2 separate regions of the Mus musculus genome follow, and region 2 is linked to region 1. A link is a contact called in public HiChIP or PLAC-seq data. All regions are on one chromosome and are shown on one strand. Each heading gives the region's core, a stretch centred on a gene start, on an enhancer-like site or on the middle of the called end of the contact. The rest is flanking DNA. Distances are from core to core; before and after follow the strand shown. Region 1 holds the start of Spag5 (sperm associated antigen 5). Region 2 overlaps Foxn1 (forkhead box N1).

Evidence for each region. HiChIP or PLAC-seq counts read pairs in DNA pulled down with a chosen protein or histone mark.
Region 2: an H3K4me3 HiChIP or PLAC-seq map of the SCID.adh cell line shows a contact between it and region 1, with 12 read pairs. The contact joins the enhancer-like site here to the promoter of Spag5 in region 1. A contact is called at or near these places in 2 of 39 promoter capture datasets (embryonic stem cells and liver), 4 of 115 datasets of contacts at active chromatin or transcription factors (the SCID.adh cell line, bone marrow-derived macrophages, embryonic stem cells and 1 more) and 3 of 9 other capture datasets (adipose tissue, liver and pancreatic islet).

Annotation. Positions count from the first base shown.
Region 1 is chr11:78,297,203-78,304,557 of GRCm38.p6, forward strand. It overlaps Spag5 (sperm associated antigen 5), which reads left to right and starts at 4,389. Exons shown (of 24, transcript NM_017407.3): 1 at 4,389-4,508; 2 at 4,693-4,818; 3 at 6,844-7,355. The coding sequence starts at 4,458. Gm3948 (predicted gene 3948) reads right to left here and starts at 4,309. Exons shown (of 4, transcript NR_166889.1): 1 at 4,103-4,309; 2 at 2,920-3,008.
Region 2 is chr11:78,357,136-78,364,070 of GRCm38.p6, forward strand. It overlaps Foxn1 (forkhead box N1), which reads right to left. Exons shown (of 9, transcript NM_008238.2): 7 at 4,291-4,498; 8 at 3,642-4,133; 9 at 442-1,935. The coding sequence ends at 1,616. Among named protein-coding and RNA genes, the nearest start is that of Gm30367, 12 kb to the right of the region's middle. Within about 2 kb of position 3,111, at least 141 of the 459 cell types and tissues checked have an H3K27ac peak or open chromatin away from gene starts, as enhancers often do. A contact at or near this core is called in the SCID.adh cell line, bone marrow-derived macrophages, embryonic stem cells and 1 more, where this site is marked.

The DNA of each region.
Region 1 (7,355 bases), core at 3,139-5,638:
CTGGCTGTCCTGGAACTCACTTTGTAGACCAGGCTGGCCTCGAACTCAGAAATCCACCTGCCTCTGCCTCCCGAGTTGCTGGGATTAAAGGTGTGCACCACCACGCCCGGCTTTTTTTTTTTTTTTTTAAATGTATATGAGTGTTCTGCCTGTGTGTATGTCTATGCACTTCCTGGTGTCCAGGTAGGTCAGAAGTCATTGGATCCCTGGAAGTAGAGTTATAGTTGTGAGCTGTTATGTAGGTGCTAGGAATTGAACCTAGGTCCCCTGGGAGAACAAGTACTCTTTACCACTGAACCCTTTCTCCAGCCCGAAACCTAGAACTCTTAAAAACTGAGAACTTTTTCAAAATAGGGGAACATAACATGACAAGTCAGCTGGACTTCTACCAGTGGGCTAGGAAGGCTTTGTAATACTTCAGGACAAATGCAAGAGTAGGGAGGCATGGCGGCACATGCCTTTAGTCAGGACTCAGAAGGCAGGAAGCTGGTGGGATCTGAGGCCAGATAGCAAGTTCCAAGCCACCCAGAGTTGAAATAAATAAAATTTCTTTTAAAATATTTTTTAAAGTTCTAGTCATCATTGTCCCTGGTTACTTAGTGAGTTCAAGGTTAACCTGTTTTCTTTTAAAAAGAATGCAAATAGTTGATTTTTGTAACAGATGCCTTTAACCCCAGAACTTGGGAGGCAGAGGCAGTTTGATCTCTGATTTTGAGGATAACCTAATCTATAGAGGGAGTTCCAGGACAACCAGGGCTACAAAGAGAAGCCCTATCTGGAAAAACTAAACCAACCAAATAAATAAGTGGGGAGAAAACATGAGAGAACATAGAAGAAACATGAAAAATCTAAGTGGAAAAAGACGGAAAAAGCTGGTTGGGTGTGGTGGTACATACCTTTAATGGGGCAGAGGCAGGTAGGTCTCTGTGAGAACAAGGCCAGACTGATCTACATAATAAGTTCCAAGACCGCTAGGGCTACTGAGAAACCTTGTTTCAAAAAAGAAGGGAGGGACTAGAGAGATGGCTCAGTTGTTAAAAGCACTGACTGTTCTTCCAGAGGTCCTGAGTTCAATTCCCAAGAACCACATGGTGGCTCACAACTATCTGTAATGGGATCTGAAGCCCTTTTCTGGTGTGCCTGAAGTGTACTCATATACATAAAATAAATAAATCTAAAAAAAAGAAAAGAAAAAGCTTTGGTAACACAGGCCTATAACCCCTTGATGTCAGGACTATAAAATCCAGTTAGGGAAATTATGTCCTTAGCAAGACCCAGTCATAGTAAAAAAAAAAAAAAAAAAAAAAAAGTGCCAATCTGTGCCGGGCATGGTGGCACACGCCTTTAATCCCAGCACTCGGGAGGCAGAGGCAGGTGGATTTCTGAGTTCTAGGCCAGCCTGGTCTACAGAGTAAGTTGCAGGACAGCCAGAGCTATACAGAGAAACGGGGTGTCTCAAAAAAAAAAAAAAAAAAAAGAAAGAAAGAGCCAATCTTAGATATATATGTTTATGCATCAAAGTATCTTTAAGAAAAAAATGTGTATATTAACAAAATTAGTCTGTGTGTACATACATATGTTTATACAAAAGTTTATACATATAATCGATCATTTCCTGAGGATAGAATTGGTCTATCTTTAATTCATCTTTGCATTTATTGTTTTGACCAAGGTGTTACAGTATTTTCCATCCTATCTCATCCTCCCTATTCATATTTGTTACTAGTAGCACACTACTGTCTTTGTATGAGCACAGCTGGAATCTCACATGCCAACTACCACAAGGCCTAAGCATTCCACACACATTGTTTGTGTGATACAAACTTTTGCTAACCTTTATTTACCTGCCTGGACTTTTCCGACACTATCCACTATTTATTTGCTGGGTCTTTTTGATGGACCATGTATTAGTCAGGGTTCTCTAGGGTCACAGAACTTATGGAATGTCTTTATATATTTAAAGGGAATTTATTGTAATGACTTACAGTCTGCTGTCCAACTAACCCAACAATGGGCAGCTGTGAATGGGAAGTCCCAATATCTAGCAGTTGCTCAGTCCCACCAGGCTAGTTGTTTCAGCTGGTCTTCTGTCTAAGCTGGAATCCTGAAGAAGTAAGTAGGGTCCAGATGTCCTGGCAAGTGAGTGTAAAGCTGCAAAGCCTTTCCCTTCTTCCATTGTCCTTATTTAGGCCTCCAGCAGACAACTTGGCCCAGATTAAAGGTGTGTACCACCACGCCTGGACCTGGAACTTGCTTTGCCCCAGGCTGACTTTGAATTCAGAGATCTGCTTGCTTTAGTCTCCTGAGATTAAAACTATACACTACCTTGCCTGGGCCTCAAGGTTTTCATGACCACTATGCCTCAAGATCCAGGTCAGAAGCCTGTATTTTCCAGCCTCAAGATCTGGATCATGGGTGTGCCCTCCATTTCTGGATTGTAGTTCATCCCAGACGTAGCTGGCAACCAGGAACGGCCACCTCAGACCACAAATACTCTTGGGGTACCTTTTGCTGAACCTTGGACAATTCCAAGCTCAAAAGCATTCTCAGGACTCTGAGGCAGAAGGATTGCCGAAAAATTGAGGCCAGCCTAGGCTAAAGAGAGATCCTGCCTCAAAAAAGGAAAAATCACTCTATTGGAAGAGCAGTTGCTTGGTAGAGCACAAACTTAGCATGTTCTAGGCCCTGGGACTCTTATCTTCGGCACTACCCACCTATCTTGTCTCCCCCTGTTTTTATTCAAGCAGTTTTTCTAAAGCCTACAGACTGGTACTGTTTGTCTCTAGAGTAGCAGTGTTCAATAGAAGTATAATGAATGCACTCAGGAGGCAGAGGAAGAGCTGAAAGGAGCCCGATCTATACCACCAGAGACTAGCTTAAAACAAAACAAAAAGACATGTATGATTTTAATCCTAGTACCCAGGAGGTAGAGGGCCAGTGGGTCTCTTTATGAGTTCAAGGCCAGCTTGATCTGATTTCCAGGGTAGCAACAAGTACACAGAGAGACCCTGTCACAAAGAAGAAATGAAACACAAGTTAGTATAACTTATATGTCTGTACATGTTCATGTACCTGTCTACCTGCTTGCTCACATGTGTAGGGCTTTGTGGAACCAGAGGTCAACATTACATATTTTTTTCAATCACTCTAGACTTTATCTTTCAAGACATTTTCTGTTATTGAACCCAGAACTCACTGATTCATTAGACTAACTGAGCAGCAAACCCCAGGGGATCCTCTCATTTCTGCCTCAGCCCCCATGTTGTTAGGAGAACAGGCAAAAACTGCTGCACCCAGCCCTTTTTTTTTTTAACAGGATCTATGTAGCCCTGGCTGTCTTGGTACACACTGTGTAAACCATCCTGGCCTCGAACTCACAGAGATCCACCTGCTTCTGCCTCTTCAGTGTTGAGATTAAAAGTGTGCACCACCATGCCCGGCTTTTTATTGGGTATTGGAGATCCAAATTCAGGCCCTCAAGCTTTCCTGACAAGCTCTAAGATGGAGTCATTGCCCCATTCTTCCCCTTACATAATTTTAAAATTGTCACCCATGTTCAAAAGGTTTAAAACAAGAAATTTTAATATATTTTATTTAACCTAGCATATCTAAAAATATTTCAGTATGCAATTAACATTAAAAAAATAGTTTTTCCATACAAGGTCTGAAATGCAATGTGCATTTCACACCTGTATTATATTCCCATTTGAAGAATTCAGAGCTACATGCAGCCCGCAGAAAGTTACTGACCAGTACAGTTCCTGATGGGCGCGCATACCCTGACAGAACCCTACAGTTTCTAACATTAAAGCTCTTCTTTGGTTCTCTTCTTTTTCTTCATACATTAACACTTCTAAATTGGCCTGTGATTTCATCATTCAAGAGGCTGAGGGCCAGGCAGTGGTGGTGTGGGACACGCTGTTTGTGTGTGTGAGAGTGTGTATGTGTGTGAGAGAGTTAGTTATTAATATAGCAAGCACTTGAAACAGATCACCATAAATGCACAGTAAAGTAAATATCAACTATTATTCTAGTGATCTTGTTACAGTAGGCTCCGAGGTTAGACACAAGAAAGGCCCAGAAATTCTGAAGAGGCGGTTACCTGAAGGCCGAAATTGGGCACTTAGGAACTCCCTCTGGCCGTTATGAAACTGGCACCTATGCCTGGACAGCCCAACCCTGGGGGAAGTGCGGCTCACTCGGTAACCGGGGGAACGGAGCCACTGAAACAGGACTCCACGACTCTCCAGCAGCCCACAGACACACCAGCCTGCCAGATGGGTGCTTCAGTGGAGGCGTTAGGCTGAGCGGCTCGTGGGGGCGTGACGCGCGCAGGTCCCGCCCACCATACGTACCGCGGCCCCGCAGCCAATCCCGAAGTGCGTATTGGGTTCAAATAGAGGCGGCGGGTGAAAGTGGCCATTTCGACTTGGTCTGGTTAAGTGATCGAGTTGAAAATGTGGAGGGTGAAAACACTGAATCTCGGTTTGTCGCCTTCGCCCCAAAAGGTGAGGAGAGAACTCCGGCAGACAGGGCGCTACCTGGGCGGGGCCGGGCGGGGCCGAGGCCGGTGAAGTCCGGCTCCGGACGAAGTGGGGCAGCGGGAGGCATTGTCCGCCCCGGCCTAGCGGTTGTGGGAAAACACTCCGGGAGGCCGAGACCAGCTTTCCTCACACTCGCTTTCTCTCTCAGGGGAAGCCAGCTATGAGTACTCCTCTCCGAGAGCTTAAACTACAGCCCGAGGCCCTCGCCGATTCAGGGAAAGGTCCCTCTATGATCTCCGCGCTGACCCCATACCTGTGCAGGCTGGAGCTGAAGGTGAGATTTTTAGCTTCACAACTGGGCTGTTTGCCCAGGCTCAGATGCTCAGAGGAACAGAGGGCCAAAGCTGGAACGTAATTAATAACGATAATGAAGTCTTCCACTTCCGTGACATCCATTTACAGCTATTCAGGCCAACAGAGAGGTGCCCTGGGGTGGTTAAAACGAATCCACTGAGAACCCACACCTCTATTTAGCTGGGTTCGATTTTTTTTTTTCTTTACCTCTTTTCTTGTTTTTGACCTATACCAAATTCCCGAGAAATACTGGCACATTTATGGAGAGATCTGTCTCCAAGAGTTGAAACCATATCCATCTATCCTATGGGGTAGTTAGAATTTTCCTGTATCCAATACTTTAAACTATTACCTTGCAGAATTGCCTATATTGAGCTGTACCTTTTAGTTAGAAGGTTTTCTATTGTTACTGTTACTATTATTGTTGTTTTGGGTTTTGTTTGTTTGTTTTTGTTTTTGTTTTTTGAGACAGAGTTTCTTTGTGTAGACCTGGCTGTCCTGAAACACTTTCTGTAGACCAGGCTGGCCTGAAACTCAGAGATCTGCCTACCTCTGCCTCTCCAGTTCGGAGATCAAGGGTGCCAGCCACCACTACCACCACTCAGCTTCTTTTCTACTTTTAGATTTTTTTTTTAATGTTTTAGATTTTTTTTTAATTACTTGTCAAATGACTTAAGAGAAATAGTACAAACTGCTTTTGTAAAACTTGTCAAGAGAGGAGTTTGACCCACTGGGTTCTTTAAAGACATTTTGTAGAACTTACTTGGGAAATTGTCCTGAAGAAATTGCTATCATTTCCTCTTCCTATAGGGAGAACCAGGAAGCCTACCATTCTTTCAAAATATGAAAGTTTGCTTTTTTTTTTCTTTGACCATGATTTTGTTATTTTATGGTGCTGGGTATTAAACCTAGGTCTTTGTGCTTGCTAGATGGATACTACACTACTACTAAACTATACCCGCAATCCTATTTCATTAACTTTATTCTGTCTTTAGTAACTCAAGATTTTTGTTTGTTTGGTTGGCTTTGGTTTTTTAAAAAATATTTATTTATTTATTTATTTATTATATGTAAATACACTGTAGCTGTCTTCAGACACTCCAGAAGAGGGAATCAGATCTCATTACAGATGGTTGTGAGCCACCATGTGGTTGCTGGGATTTGAACTCCGGACCTTTGGAAGAGCAGTCGGGTGCTCTTACCCACTGAGCCATCTCACCAGCCCAGCTTTGGTTTTTTTTGAGACAGGGTTTCTCAGTGTAGACTTGGCTGTCCCAGAACTCACTCTGAAGACCAGGCTGGCCACTCAGAGATCCACCTGCCTCTGCCTCTTGAGTGCTAGGATTAAAGGTATGTGCCACCACCAGCTGGCATTCCTGGAGTGATCTCTGAGTTATTCTGGTGTAACTCTAGATTCTGAGAGCACTTGAAACATTTCCCATCCTCTGTTCAGTCTCTCCTACCCCCCACTCTTTCTCTCTTAAGAGTTATCTATTTATTTTATCTATACGAATACACTGTAGCTGTTTTCAGTCACACCAGAAGGGGGCATCGGATCTCATTACAGATGGTTGTGAGCCACCATGTGGTTGCTGGGATTTGAACTCAGGACCTCTGGAAGAGCAGTCAGTGCTCTTAACCGCTGAGCCATCTCTCCAGCCCCTACCATATCTCTTAAGATGTTGGTTGGAATTAGAAAAGGACGTGGCAGGGTCATAGTCAAGGTAGAGTCTCCCATTGGCATAAATAGATTTGCTTAGTCTGTTTATACTATGGGCTGCATCCCCTATATGTACGGGATGCATAAGGATCCAAAGTGGTTTCCTATCTTTCTTTTCCTACTAGTAGTTCTGTGTAGTAACCAGCAAGGATTAGCTAACTTCTTACCTCAGAGGAGATAATAAGGACTCTGACTTTTCTGAGTTTGGATATTACTGTGTACCCCAGTTATATGTTGAGGGCTGAATTGGACTCCCTTAGTCAGCTATTATGTTTCTTTTGGCAGGAAAGATGCAACAACTCATCTCCAGTGGATTTTATCAATACTGAGAACAACTTCCTTTCAGAACAGTTCAGCCATCCTTCAACGCACATAGAAGCTTGCCAGCGTGAATCCGATCCAACTCCTGAAAGCAACTCTCTTTTCCATACTTTGGAGGAAGCAATAGAAACAGTGGATGACTTTGTCGTGGACCCAAGAGATGATAGTATAGTGGAGTCCATGGTTCTTCTGCCCTTTTCATTAGGGCAGCAGCAAGACCTGATGCTCCAGGCTCACTTAGATACCACAGCAGAGAGAACTAAAAGCTCTCTAAATGAATCTTTGGGGCTAGAAGATCTGGTGGGGAAGGAGGTGGCACCTTGTGTGGAAGACAGCCTAACAGAAATTGTTGCTATTAGGCCCGAGCAACCTACATTTCAGGACCCTCCGTTAGGACCCAGTGACACTGAAGATGCACCTGTGGACTTAGTTCCTTCTGAAAATGTCCTGAATTTCTCTCTGGCTCGTCTTTCTCC
Region 2 (6,935 bases), core at 1,861-4,360, 59 kb after region 1:
TTTTACTACTGTTATGAACCAAAATATAAATATCATCTGCTATGGAGTCTATGATATATGACTCATGTGAAAGGGCCATTTGATTTGGCCCAAAGGGGCTTCAACCCACAAGTTGAGGACCACTGGTCTAGATGCCTTACTAAGGTAGGAGAGATGCTCAGACAGTTAAGAGTGCTTGCTGCTCTGCTAGAGATCCTAAGTTTGGTTCCCAGCATCCACCCAGAGGCTCACAACTGCTTGTAACTCCAGCTCCAGGGAATCTGATGCCTTTTGGGGGGCAGCACACATATGCACAAACATACACAGCACACATTTTCCAATGCACACACACCCACTCCATATATATGATCTATCTATAGCTACATCTACATCTATATCTTTAGAGTCCTTGTAGACACCCTGCTTGGGGACTGAAGGTCCCAAAAAACGAAGGCTCAGTAGTTGCAACCATCAGGCGCTTACTTTATTGTTCCAGGACAGGGGACAATGGTAGATGACTGAGGGATCCGCCCACCCTCGTGTGAGCTTGGGGACAACCTATGGAGGTTCTGGTTGCCCTCAGGCCCTGGGAAAGCTGGGGATCCCATTTGGTGGGTCATGGTGGGCATCTGAGTCACAGCTCAGCTCCACGGACATTCTGCCGGCTCCCTGGGAGCCCCAAGTCTGCTATGCAGGTGTGTGTATGTGTGTGTGTGTGTGGGGGGGTATCACACACACACACACACACACACACACACACATCATCCTGTAGCGGGTTGCAAACCCTAGTTACTCAGGATGCTTAAGACAGTTGACCGCATCCAATAGGCTGGGGCTTGAACTATATGAACCTCTCATTGAGAAAGAGTGAGACTTGGCAACCTGAAGGGGGCCTTTCCTGTGGCTGAGACTAAGAGAGGGGGTTCAAGTTTCTGAGGACAAGTTTTTTTTTTTTTTTCCAAACATGTTGTGTTGGATTTGGGCTCAGTTTGGTCCCAGGGTAGATGCTGCCCCTTCTGTGTGTCACCTTGGAGATGGCCAACCAGAGTATATACTGAAGATGTATAGATAAATTCTATGAAGTAGTTGTCTCCCTAAGGGGTTCACAGGTCATACGGGAGGAGCCCCTGTAGGCTTTAAGGGTGTAAGATGGGAGAATAAATAGAGATTTCTGGGAGAGGGCCAAGTCTGTAGAGCACATGGGGATTGGGATGAGGTTTGGAGGGGTGATCTTTGACCTGTCACACTGGCCCTGAGCTTTGCTAACTAAAGCTTTTAGCTCTCAGCTGCCCCAGAAATCAAATCAGACTCTGTGACCCAAGGCTTCCTCTGAGTGTAAGGCACATGATGAGCAGGTGTGTAGAGCTTGAGTTCACGCTCGAGAGCTGAAGTTCGAGTGAGCTGGCGCTAGGGGGCGCGCTGTTGCTTCTTTTCCGACACTTTCCTTGCTGGGGGCCCCGTGTGAGATGCGGGTCCACCAGGTAGCATCCTAGATGGATGCCCCCAACTTCTGGCTAACAAATAAGTTGGCTGAGTGGCATAGGAGACAGGTAGTGTTTTCCTTCTTTGACCTTTAAGGTGAGCCCAATATGGGGCAGCCAGCTAGGCAAAGGCCGCAGCTGATGTTGGGCATAGCTCAAGCCAGAGCCAATGGCTTTGAGCCGGGACTGAGGTACACGGCAGGGCCGGCAGCTGCTGAGGAGGGCGTGGACTCCAGTTCCACAAAGGCGGAGTAGAGAGTGCTGAGGTGCATGTCTCCCAGAGCACCGGAGCCGCCGCTGCCTGGAGGTGCCAGTTCACCTGCCTCATTGCCTGTTTCTGCCAGACAAGGCCCTGGGGGGAAGCAATGGGCTGCTGGTGGGGGTGGCAACATGGAGGATGACGTCGGCGACGAGGTCACCAATACGAGGGGGTCCAGGGCCAAGCTGTCATCCTTCAGCTGCTCCCACAGATTTCCTAGTCGGGGAGAGGGAAGAAGCCTCATCATTGGCAGGCCATAGAGAGTTAAGCCCAGTCTGTCTCCCACCCAAGTACCTCAGAAGCCTCAGAGAACAGGAGTCTGGTGATGCGGACTGGAAGCCTATCTTGGCATCCACTCTGGGACCTCAAGTAATCACTGAACTTTTTTTTTTTTTTCCTGAGCCTCAGAGTCCAGCTCCGAGCTCCAAGGTAGCACGGTGTAAAAGCCATAGATGCAGGCGACCCCTATGAAAGGGTCATCAGACTTTCCATCGGGGTCGCGACCCAGAGGTTGAGAACCACTGCCATAGTTGCAGGTAACCTCTGGGCCTCTTCGAGAAGAACAGGGTACTAGATTAAGGTTAAGGATTTGCCCATTTGAAGGTTGTTGCAAAGCTCTTCTTGGAAGCGGCCTAGAGGCCCCCCTGAACCTCTTCACTCAGGCTTCTGCCTTGGTTCCCAAAGGTTGATTTGCCGCCTACAGTCTTCCCACAGTGCACCACCGAACTTGATGAGGTACACAGGTCTGGCTCCCTAGACCCTCCTCCCCGCCCCCTCACAGGACCCAAGGTACAGGGATAGAACCAGAAAGGACACTTGACTCTGAGGAACAAACAGTGCTGTCACTGAGTTCCTCCTAGGGTCGTGTGACCTGCCGCGTGGCAGGCCAGTGACTGGAGTCGCTGCCTGGAACATCATCACCGCAGGGTGGAGAAAGAGACCTGACAACGCTGGCTGCTCTTGGCCACCTGGGTTCAACTCCTTCTTTCTGGCCCAGCGACCTTGAGTGGATGTATCTCTCTGTATAGTATTGTTTGCTAGGTCCAGATGGGAAGAACATATGTAAAGCTGTTTGCAAGATGCCTGGTACTCAGTAGGAGCTTGAGTGGGTATTAATTAAGGGTTTTGTGATGCTGGGGTATTGACCCTAACTAAGGATTGGTGCATGCTAGGCAAACGCTTTACCCCCTACCCACATCTCTAGCCTTCTGATAGAATTTATAGTATCCCACGTCCACATAGCCTCCTCTGCAGCCGCCTGTTCTCTGCAGCCGCAGCAGGTCTGGAATGAAGGTCTATGTGAAGTTTATTTCTAACAGTCTAAGGTATAGATCAACAGCCTCCTCCAAAAAGGCTTGCTCGGTACACTACAGTTCAAACGGGAAGGGGCGGGGCTTAGAAGGGTAGAGGGTGGGGCTTGGCTGCCTGTAGGATGGAGCGGGCAAGATGGAGGAGAATGTAAAGATTCACCTCTCTGGGCTTGTACCCTCAAATCTCTCTAGGACATGCTTAGCTCTGAGGTCTTCCATTCCATAGAAAGTCTGTCTCCTGAAGTGAAAGCTAAATTCTGATAAAACGCAAATGATTTTGGAACGTTTAGCCTCCCAGTCCCTCACAGTCAAGTACACCAATGGAACTTCCGGCTTTTCCCAGCTTTGTCAGATGAGCGGTTTGATGATGAAGCCATCTGGTACATGATCAGAGTACCAGGAGGGGGGAGATGGGGGAAAGAGCCTTTTAGCTCATGATCTGGAGGGCAGGGAGCAAATGCGAATTTAACATTCCTAGTCATCCGCCTCAGGTGACAAGAAACTCAGGAGCCAGCAGGTGGCAGCCTAGAGACATGAAGAGGCTAGGCCACGCAGCCAAGAGCACCTCTCTAGTCCTGTCCCACCCTTCCCAGCTCCCAGCTCCCAGCTCACCCTGGAAGTCGAAGTCAGTGAGAGAAGGGTTGATAGCATCCAGGTCAGTCCCAAGGTCTCCATCTGGCAGTAGAGTATCGTGCATGGTCCTGGCTGAGGAAGGCTCAGCCATCAGCTTGGCACCGTGGCTGGGTGGTGTGTGGGCAGGTAGAGGTGAGTCCTGGGGGGTGCCTGGCTGGGCCTGCAGCTCAAGATGCCCATCTGGCTGTGGGAACAATGGCTGCTGGTGTCCAGAAGGGGCCAGGCTGGGGGAAAGGTGTGGGTAGGTCTGCCCATAGCAGGAGGGAGCATGGCCACCCAGTAGGTCCTGCAGGGGGTTCTTGCCAGGCATGGGGCCTGGAGCTGGATGCATTGGGTGCAGAGGCTGGGAAAGACCAGCTGATGGTGCCATGGGCCGGATGGGACCTGGGCCTGCCAGCCCAGGGGGTGGACAGCCCAGCAGCGGAGAGCCCAGTTTTTCCCTTTTGTCTCCAATGAGGCTGTCCAGCTCTTCTGCAAAGGCCCAAAAGAAAACACCATGAGGCCTCTCTCCTTTGTAGCCTCCCAGCCCAGACCCCCCTCCCTGTATCCCTCTCTCCCCAGGCTCTGCTCTTCTTCATTCTGGTACCCAGGTCCCTTGGCCTTTCTCACACAGGCCTGACAGCCTCACCTGGTTTGGCCATGCTTTTGCGCACAGCAATGGGGTCTTTCCTCTTCCACTTCTGCAGTTCTTCCTGCATCTTGTCGATTTTGGAAGGATTGAGGGCCCACAGACAGCCCTTTCGAGAGGAACTTCCGGATTTATTCTCCACCTTCTCAAAGCACTTGTTGAGGGACAGGTTATGGCGAACAGAATTCTTCCAGCCATCAGGAGCAGTCTACCAGAGCAGAACAAGAATCCAGGTTGGGTTCAGGCGGCAAGAAATGGCTCTAGGTCTGGGGATTCTAGAACATTCCTTCGCCAATTCTATACATAGGGTCTCTACACACTCTGGCTTGATGTATTCAGCTCCAAAAGCATTCGTAGAACCCTTTAGTGGGCAGAATCGTTGATCCTAAGTTAGTTTTTGTTTTTTGGTTTGTTTGGTTTGGTTTGGTTTGGTTTGGTTTTTCGAGACAGGGTTTCTCTGTATAGCCCTGGCTGTCCTGGAACTCACTCTGTAGACCAGGCTGACCTCGAACTCAGAAATCCACCAGCCTCTGCCTCCCAAGTGCTGGGATTAAAGGCGTGCACCACCACTGCCTGGCCTAAGTTAGTTTTTTTTTAGCTAAAATCTAAAAGCTGCTGTTACCCTACCTAGCTCTTAGTCTAGACCCTTCAGAGGATGTGACCCTTTGTATATTTATTATGCACTTTATGTGTACATGTGGGTGCCTGTATGTCTGTCTATGCACCACATGCATACAGGAGTCTGTCAAAGAGGGCACTGAATCTCCTGGAACTGGAGTTATAGATAGTTTGTAAACCACCATGTGGGGCTGGGAACTGAATTCAAGTCCTCTGCAAGAGCAGCCAGTGTTCTTAACCACCACCTCACTGCTTTTATTGTTTTTGTTTGCTTGTTTGCTTGTTTGTTTGTTTTTGTTTGCTTGTTTGTTTGTTTTGGGGGTTCTTTTTTGAGACAAGGTTTCTCTGTATAGTCCTGGCTGTCCTAGAACTCACTTTGTGGACCAGACTGACCTCAAGTTCAGAGATCCCCCTGCCTTCTGCCTCCCGAGTGCTGGGATTAAAGGTGTGCACCCCCCCCCCAGCTCTCTCCGATATTTGTTAGCCACCACTCCTTTTGGAGATGGGACCTCACTTGTAGTCCAGGCTCACAGTAAGATGCTCAGAGTCTCTTGGGTGCTGAGATTGCAGCAGGCATAAGTCACAATGTCCAACTTGTGATCTTTCTTTAAGGGACAACTGGTAAATGCCATTGAGGCCCCTGGTCTATTTCCCCACTGAAGCAGGATATGCTCACTGGGCCTTCTGGCCTATGTGTCCCCTTGTAGAAAGGGGAAGATCGCCATTTTAAAGTCTTTGGGGACAGCTTTAAAGGGAGAACAGCATAATGCGTTTCCTCTGGGTCCACCTCATCCCTCCAGAGCAAGCTGGGCAGAAAAGGGTTGGTGAACAGGTGGGAGTTAGCACACCTGCTGCCTCTATGTTTGATGGCAGATGCGGTGTTGGTAGAGGCTGGGGTAGTCGTATGTGACTGAATATTCACCAGATCCTTCGACATCTCTCGGTGGGAGTGGCGTCTCCTACCATAGGTCTCTGAACTCCTGAGTGAGGATGGCTATGTGTGAGAAAGTATCTCAGAGTACGTGTGTACCCATGATTGAGTGTGTGGGTGTGAGTTCGCATGAGTGTGCCCTGGAGGTGTGCCCTGGTGGGGAGGCCAGCCCTCAGGCAGGGGGTGCTCGTGCCAACAGAATAAACACCCATTAGGAGGCCCGGTCATGCCACCAGTGCAGTAATTGTGCCCAAGGAGGGTTGTAAAAACCATTAAGCTGACTCAGTTGGGTGAGAGGCGGTGGCAGGGATGGTGGTGGAGGGGCATGGGCCTCCTGTCCCCCACATCTGGCTCAGTTGACCACCCTGAGCCCGACGAGGGCTGGCGGTGGGTAGAGCTACCTCTCCAGTTGATGATACTTCCTTACACCCTGGCTCCTCTCGCTTTCAGCCCCTCTTTCTGGTTAATGAGAGATGGCCACGCCCTCCTCCCTAGCTCCCTTGCCCCAGGGTGCAGCCAAGCTGAATCACGCCTAGCAGAACCGGGCCCTGGGTCCTGATGCCAGTCTCACTAGAGTTGCTGGCAGCAGCTGCCGGAGCCTTTCTTGGGGACAGCTAACCCATCATGGGGCTGGTCCTGATGACCCCAAGGTTCATCAGGGGTTACCAGCGAGCATCTTGAGCTGCTGGACCTTCTTAAGCTCCCACAGCTGACTCTACTAAGAACCAAAGCTCCATCACCCCAGAGCAGACTTAATGGGCACCGGGAACTTTTATGGTCCCATAAATGTGTGACTTCGGATGCCAGGGCAGCCCCCACCGCAGCCACTTCCTGTTTGGAAGAGGGATGGTCAGCATTAACAATTATGCATGGTGGCTGGACACTTCCTCAGCCCCTGACTCATGGAACTATGGGACGCCCACAGTAGCTGCCTTGGGTGTGAGTACTGACCACTTCAGAGTCCACTCTGTCTTTGCCCTAAAAAATGACTTCCAAATAAGGACTGAGAGGTTTAGAGCCTTGGAACTCTCTCTTTGGAGAGGTTCGAAGAGAACCTGTTGGCTTAGAAGGAATCTAGGTACCAACTCGTCCAAAC